Linked DNA regions of Mus musculus: region 2 is linked to region 1. The links are chromatin contacts, called in public Hi-C maps. All regions are on one chromosome and are shown on one strand. Each heading gives the region's core, a stretch centred on a gene start, on an enhancer-like site or on the middle of the called end of the contact. The rest is flanking DNA. Distances are from core to core; before and after follow the strand shown. Region 1 holds the start of Creb5 (cAMP responsive element binding protein 5). Region 2 overlaps Creb5 (cAMP responsive element binding protein 5).

Region 1 (3,453 bases), core at 454-2,953:
GGCAGATTGAGCGTTCATCAGGTACTGAGCTCGCTCAGGCACCAGAAGCTCTTCAGCTCACTCCTGGGACAGCATTCCCCCTGGGGGAAACTGTAAAAGGCGGGGGCAGGCCGAGTGATAACGAGGTGGGCGGGAGAGGGATGGAGGAAGAGGGGTAGGGAAAGAGAGGGCAATAGCTGTGTCCAGAGAACCCGCAATTGCCCCGGGGGATGGGGGCATAGTTGCTTTGACAGCATTCTGAGCCCCCAAACCCTTGAATATCTGAAGCCCTTAATAAAACACTTACTGGCCTGCAGAATGACGTAATGGACCTGTAGCCAGCCTTTATTCTTTGACACATGTCAGGAAGAGGGAAAAATAAAAAACCAAGCAAGCGTTGCTGATACTGACAACGATGTACAAGTAGCCCACTCTAGTTCCCAGCGTTGAACCAGCATCAAGTGGGGGCGGCACTCGTCCAGGGAAAGCTGGAGCTTTTTCTACTAGACACTCCCTGGAAATAAATCTATGACTAGAAAATAAATGAAAAATTAAAGCGGGCTATAGTCCCTCTAAAGTGGCTTAGTGGGGGCGGTGTCTGCTTGTCTCAACCCTTTAAGAACTTTGTGAAAAGTTTAAGCGGTTCGATAAAGAATCTGGCTCAAAGGCAGACTCTGTCGCCCGGTCCTGAGAACCGCCTGGGTGCAGTGCGGCTCGGGCCCCAGCTGTCATTTGGGGCAGCAGCCCGGAAGAAGTAAGAGTGCCAGCGCAAAGGGGACGGAGGCGGGAGGCGGCTGCAGGAGTGAAGGCGAGGGCTGCGGAGCACTCTCGAGCTGGAGCGCCTGGAGCGAAAGTCAAGTCCCCCTCCAAGGCAACCGACCCTCCCGCTGCAGCCGGCGGCCGGTCGCGAGAACTGGCAGCGGCCGCTGGGCACCCGGGAGAGGGAGAACCCCCTGCGAACTCGCTCGGCTGCCCCTAGGTGACCAGGCGACTTTGCCGCAACGGTTGGAAGTTTGCTAACTTTCTCCCGGGGTTCCGCTGCATCACTGAGAAACGGGATGCGAGGAGGCTCCAGGTTCCTGGTCTGTTGCTGCTGCTGCTACCACTGCCGCCTCCGCCGCCGCCACCACCACCGCCGCTTGACCACACTTCAGAAGGGTTCCACACCATGCCGGGGCTCTGGAGGCAAACATACACCCCCGATTCATAACTGTTCCCCGTGTCAGGGAAACTCACGCGCGCTCCCATACACGCACGCACACTGGGTCGGACACGGCGCTGGCTCCACTCAGCATCCCTCCAGTCGCACGGCGCAGCAATCACCAAGAAGCGCTCCGGGACGGACACGGCGTGGGGTCTCTGGGTGACTACAGGACACAGCACAACTCCACAGTCCACCAGCAATTGGGGCCGGACTTCCTTCTGATCCGCCAAAGTGTTTACAAACACAAATCAAGGGGGAAAAAATGCATCGCATCCTTTCTACTCCTTGCCCTGTGACCTGCCCATTGGACTAAGTAACCTCGCGGCTGCAGCGATGAACCAACCCCTGCAAACAAGGACGCTCCGGAGTCGGCTCGCGCGGCAAGTGCAGCGAAAGTGGCTAAATGCAAAAGGCCCAGAAGTGGCCGCGCCGTATTTTTAGGAACTTACCAAACAAGTGTGGAGAAGGCAAGAGCCGAGCCCGGGTGAAGGGACCACGTTGGACTGAGCAAAGATTACAATACATTCTATTTAGAGTGCATTACATCACCCCCCCGGTGACGTCACGTGGGATTCCTGAACTTCTAAATCATTGCGGTCCGTTGGGGAAAAGGAGGGAGAGAGGGGCGGGGCCCGCACGCCGAGGGGGCGGGCCCGGTCTCCGCCCCGCCCAAATCCCGCCCCTCGAGCGGACCCGGGTGCTTGCGGCGGCGTCCGCGATCGCGCAAGCAACAGCTTGCACAGCCCAGCGCCGAGTAACACGGCCCCCCGACATTAGTGGTGTGAGTCAGCTTGGAAACAATCCTGAAGGTTTCAAACAGAGCCACGCAGGAGACACCGGCACGAGCTCTTCTGCAAGAAGTGTCTGTAGGGTCAGAAAGAAGTAAGGTTTGGGGTGTGTGCATGAGGTGGTAAGGATGCTGAAGGAGGTAGAAAGAGACATTTACACTTACAAATGCAGGCCACTTCCTACTTCCCTACCCCAGCCACCGAAGATACCCAGATCCTTTGCCTGTGACAGCCATGACCTCATTGCAGCGTTCTCTGCATGCTGGCTTCTTAGTATCTCCATTTCGCCGCCCCTCTCCTCATCACGCTCAAGGGCATATAACTTCTTGTGCACACTCAGTAGGACTACACACAGCCTTCCCTGGTCTCGCACCTTGCATGTGCTGACCTGTGAGAGAATCTCTCTAAAGGCGAAAGGCGAATCTCAGCCAAGAGCCAAATGATGAGCCGGATTTAGACTCCGCGTCAGCGCCGGAAGGGCCCTGGCCATTGCTTCCAGAGCCTCTGCTACTGGCCCAAGCTCGCCGGCTGGGAAGCAGTCGAGCCAGGGCTAGAATACAGGATCTAGGGCCAGGTCTGCAAAGGGAAAAGAGGACTGACCTTTTTCAGCATGGGCCAGAAGCCACCGCTCTCACCTTCCTCATCCCTGGCAAGGGCTAGATTTCCTTTTGGAAGCTCTCTCTCCCTTTGGGGAGCATTGAAAGCCTGTTCGAAATGACCACTGTCATCCAACAACAGCTCACACTTTGCCAAACACTTGAAGCCACACCATTTTCTTCTTCCTCATATGACTTTGACAGAATAAGGAAAAGCGGGGAGTGTGTTGTAATTATCTCTATTTCACAGCTGAGCTGAGGCAGACAGACTCAGAAGGCTAGGAGCTCTCCTGATCATCAGGGACCACTCTAGCGCATGTCTAACCCCAGATCTCACCTGGGTTCCTTGGTAGAATCAGGCATATTAATTCTTTTCTGATGGCTGACTGGTTAGAACTTCAACTAAGAGCTTGCTGGCTGGGAGTTGGATCTTTGCTTAGGAACAGTTTAGCCCCCATTAACAAACAATAATGGCTCCTGACATTTATGTAACATCTGACATTTATATAGTGCCTCTCATCCCAATGCATCACAGCCTGACTGTGTAGTCTGCCAGAGGATCATGACTAGACTGGCTAGGAATCGTAATGCTTTGCCCAAATTGTCACATTTCTGAGCTGGTTTTGACATACTAAGTGGAAGAGCTTTCTATTTCCTTTCTGGTTTGAAGTGTTTAGCCCCTCCTCCCCCACCACTTGTCTTCAGGGTTCCCTGAAATCACAGGGACTGACAACTCCCTCTTTCCTTGTAGCCTTCCTATAAGTTCTTCTGTGAATTTTCCTCTCCTCTTCTCCATGGGACACTGAAGGAACTGTGAAAGAAGATGCTGGTCCTAACCTGAAACAACAAAACCTTGACTGTGATGGCTCAATTGTCTGGGTTTAGG
Region 2 (3,453 bases), core at 386-2,885, 170 kb before region 1:
TTGGTCCAAATTTAGCTTTGCTCTTTATGTATTTAAGCCTCTTATGCATTGCTCAGAACTTTCTATCAGAATTCTAGTTTTCCCTGCCCCCACCTCAGTCCCCTCCGGCTCTGCAACGGGCTGCTTAGTTTTACAAAACTTACTATTATTATTTTTTTAACTTCCAAAGAATCCTGCTGTACTTTCATCAAACAGTGTGCTGGCTGATGAGTCATAGCATTAGTGGGAGGGGTGGGTGTCTCCATGAGAGGGCCACACTGATCCCCTAGACGGACTGCTTCTCCCTTAACATATGTGTGAACCTATACAAGGCATCCAGAACAGATAGACTGACAGTTTGGGAAATCTCCTTTCTCTTATTATATAGCCATTGTGATAAATACCATCTCCATGGTTTATAGTCTCGCATTTATTTCCTCTCTCCTATACGTTTCTTTTTGTTCTTAATCTTGGATTGTCATTCTCTGAACCTCCCCCAAGTGCCCCCTCTGGAGTGAAGTCATGCATAGGTAAATAAATAAACTACTCCGATGCTAAGGGTTTAACAACCCAGCTCTTACAATGACATGCATCTTATCGTGGCAGGTCACAGAGCCAGAGCTGGACCACCCTTTCCCCCTCAGCTCTGGTTTTCTGCCATCAGTGGTGACTGTGGGGTGCTGCCAGGGCATGCCAGTCTGTAGCCCCAGGAGCTCAGCAATTGCCAGGTGACAAAGTGTGCCAAACCGAAGAGTGGTTTTGGGGGTGGGGGGACAGACACACATGGCCCGAGGACATGCTGGGAGGTGCCACTCTTTCCCAATTGTTGCGGCCAGCCAGGACTTGATTATTACTGGCGCTTTCTTACAAACCACTTTTCGGAGCCTTATTAAATTAGAGCTTGTTTTCTATTTAGGTTGGAATTTTTTAAATGATTTTTGAAACCTGAAATTCATGGTGTGTGCCTGCTTCTCTTTACTATGCCAAAAGAACACGGTCGATGGTGAATGTGATTACAGTTATCCTGGTCCCTTCCTTTCCTTCCCTCCGATAATTCTCTACTTCTTATGAGAATTACAAGGCTCAGGAAGAGGGAATACGTCAGGCAAATGTGCAGTGCTAGACTGCAGTCAGAGAGCACAGCGGATACGGGGTGTCTGGGAGTCTGGAGAGCTGGCAGGGAAAATTACCCTATTGTAAAGAAACTTGCAGAAGGTTCCCTTATTCCTATGACTGTATTCCTCTAGTTTTTATTTTAGAAAAATTGAAAGAACACCCTGGATTCCTGCCAGTGCTGTTGGCTAACCTGGGGAACAACATCTGCCCCTCCTTTATCCACTGATAAGGGCAGGCATCACATATGCCCAGGGGTCTTGCACCAGGACTCCAAGAGGAACATGTGTTTGGAAGACACCCAGGCAGAGTTCTGTCCAGAAAGGGTGAGGACCACAAGCTGAGTCAATGGTTTGGCAAGGAGAATGACTTCAATTTTCTGGCTCATTAAAAGTATTATGGAAATCAAGGTGACATCATGATCTGATGAGCCTATTAAGGGAAGGATCATGTGGATCCGAAAACTGCAAAGTCCTAAAGATAGGCACGCTCAAACGAGCCCACAAACAAGGAGGCTGAGACAAGAAAAGCAATTTGTTTACATACCACGGAAAAGTTAAGTAACTTCCCTGATTGCAAACATTTGTTTTCAAGTGTCAGGAACGCCATGAACCCGGAACTTGAAATCCCCACCCTGTGATTGACAGCCTTGCAAACTCTGTGTCTCTTTGTTCCTAACACTAAGCCCTACTCAGGGTCTCACTCTGGGGAGTGTCTCCTGTTCCATTCACCTACCACACAATCCTGCTGCTAGTGTGCTGGTGTTTTATGGACCTTACAGCCTATTAGATGGCTTGGAGCATACAGATGCAATGATTTTTCCCCTTTAAATCACCTAGTCCTAGAAGGAGGTAGAAGGAGACTTTGAAAGGAGCCAAGAAGAAACTACAGGATCAAAAAAAAAAAAAAAAATCAGTGTCACCACTTAAGCTACTCCCCTTTCTTCCCTTTTCAAGATGACGTGAGTGGGGTACAGCAGTTCTAACTGCGCACCCGGCCTGCAGGAGAACAGGAGGAAGACCCAGTGTAACCAACCTCTACAATTCCATTCAGTACTTTTCGGAAAAAAAAAACATAATTATACACACATGCATCTACAAATGCAGGCTTTCCTGACCAAACATAAGCACACGCAGATTAAAATCAAAGCCCACCCTGGGCTGCCCTTCATAGCCATCTCTCATGGCCTCCCTTGTGACCAAGCAGTGAAGTATTCAAGACTGTATGACAGGGTTACTGCAAACTTCCAGAAGGCTCAGTTCAAAAATGCCCAACCTGTTTGAGATACTGACCTTCCCTCCTTTGCAAATTATAGGGCAGATAGCTCAAGACACAACAAGCACGCTCTTCAGCGTGCGACTGTTAGCACTTGTGGCTGAAGAACAGGCATGTAACAGTTAGCACTGTGGCTGAAAAAACACACGGCTGAAGAACCCCCCTTGTTCACCTCAGGGCGGACTGTCTTCCACCGTGTGGATGTGCAGTCCTAGTCCTGAGAAAGCTGGGAGTCTACTAAGTTCTTCTCTGAGAAGATGTCAACAATGGCCCTTCCTGGTTTGAAAAGGCCTCCTCATTCCCTTCCATAGCCATGGAAACTCAGAGTGTGTCACCAAAGAGGTCCTGGCTACAGGACAGTCATTCTGTAGAATATAGTCTTGTTCTGGTTCTTAGTTTGCCTTTTTATTTTTCCTCTTAATACTTTTATCCCCACATCTGTTATAGCTCAATAAAAGGAGAGTGGGGTGGTAGATCTTTTACCACAGTTCTCTTGCCAAGGTAGACAGCTCCATAAGCCATGGAGGCATGCGTATTAGTTCCTGAAGCTTCGCTAACATAACAAATTACCAGACTGGATGCCTTAGAAACAACAGCAATGTGTTTGGTTTGGGAGGCTAGAAGTCTGACATGGCGGTGCTGCCCAGCTTTTTCTTCTGGAGTTCTGAGGCAGAACATGTGTGTGCCTTAACCCTAGCCTTGAATACTCCCCATAGTCCTCTGCATTCCAAGGTCTTCAACTGTACCAGCTCAGTGTCTGTCTGTGTAGTCACATGATACATTCCCCTGTGATTCGGTTCCTCCACCTCCACATAAGGAGTCCAGTTGTTGAATTTTGGACCCATCCAAGTCCATGTCTTAACTTGAATTACATCTTAAGTCAGGGGTCATTTATATGTGCCAGGCATTAGGACTAGAGTGTGTCTTCTGGAAGAACACCTCTCAGTTCGTAACCACACACATCCAATGGTCAAGATTCACAAACAAGCCAGTCTTGCCTCTGAGATGACAACTCACTGAGCCTACGAACAAGGCTGTCCTGGGGTATGGTACAGTATAGGATGATTCTATGGAAGTGGCCATACT

What was found. Hi-C and Micro-C count contacts between places; a contact is called where the count stands out from the background.
Region 2: a Hi-C map of pro-B cells shows a contact between it and region 1, with 2.9 times the contacts expected there. The contact joins the enhancer-like site here to the promoter of Creb5 in region 1. A contact is called at or near these places in 4 of 39 promoter capture datasets (cranial neural crest, frontonasal cranial neural crest, hematopoietic stem and progenitor cells and 1 more), 16 of 484 Hi-C or Micro-C datasets (the BV-2 cell line, ECoMG myeloid progenitors, bone marrow-derived macrophages and 10 more), 6 of 115 datasets of contacts at active chromatin or transcription factors (bone marrow-derived macrophages, craniofacial prominence, embryonic limb bud and 3 more) and 4 of 9 other capture datasets (adipose tissue, embryonic trunk, liver and 1 more).

The regions. Positions count from the first base shown.
Region 1 is chr6:53,285,553-53,289,005 of GRCm38.p6, reverse strand. Creb5 (cAMP responsive element binding protein 5) reads right to left here and starts at 1,703. Exons shown (of 11, transcript NM_001327821.1): 1 at 1,633-1,703.
Region 2 is chr6:53,460,248-53,463,700 of GRCm38.p6, reverse strand. The region is part of intron 5 of Creb5 (cAMP responsive element binding protein 5); the gene reads right to left. Among named protein-coding and RNA genes, the nearest start is that of Gm38815, 9.6 kb to the left of the region's middle. Within about 2 kb of position 1,635, at least 29 of the 459 cell types and tissues checked have an H3K27ac peak or open chromatin away from gene starts, as enhancers often do. A contact at or near this core is called in adipose tissue, fibro-adipogenic progenitors, hematopoietic stem and progenitor cells and 4 more, where this site is marked.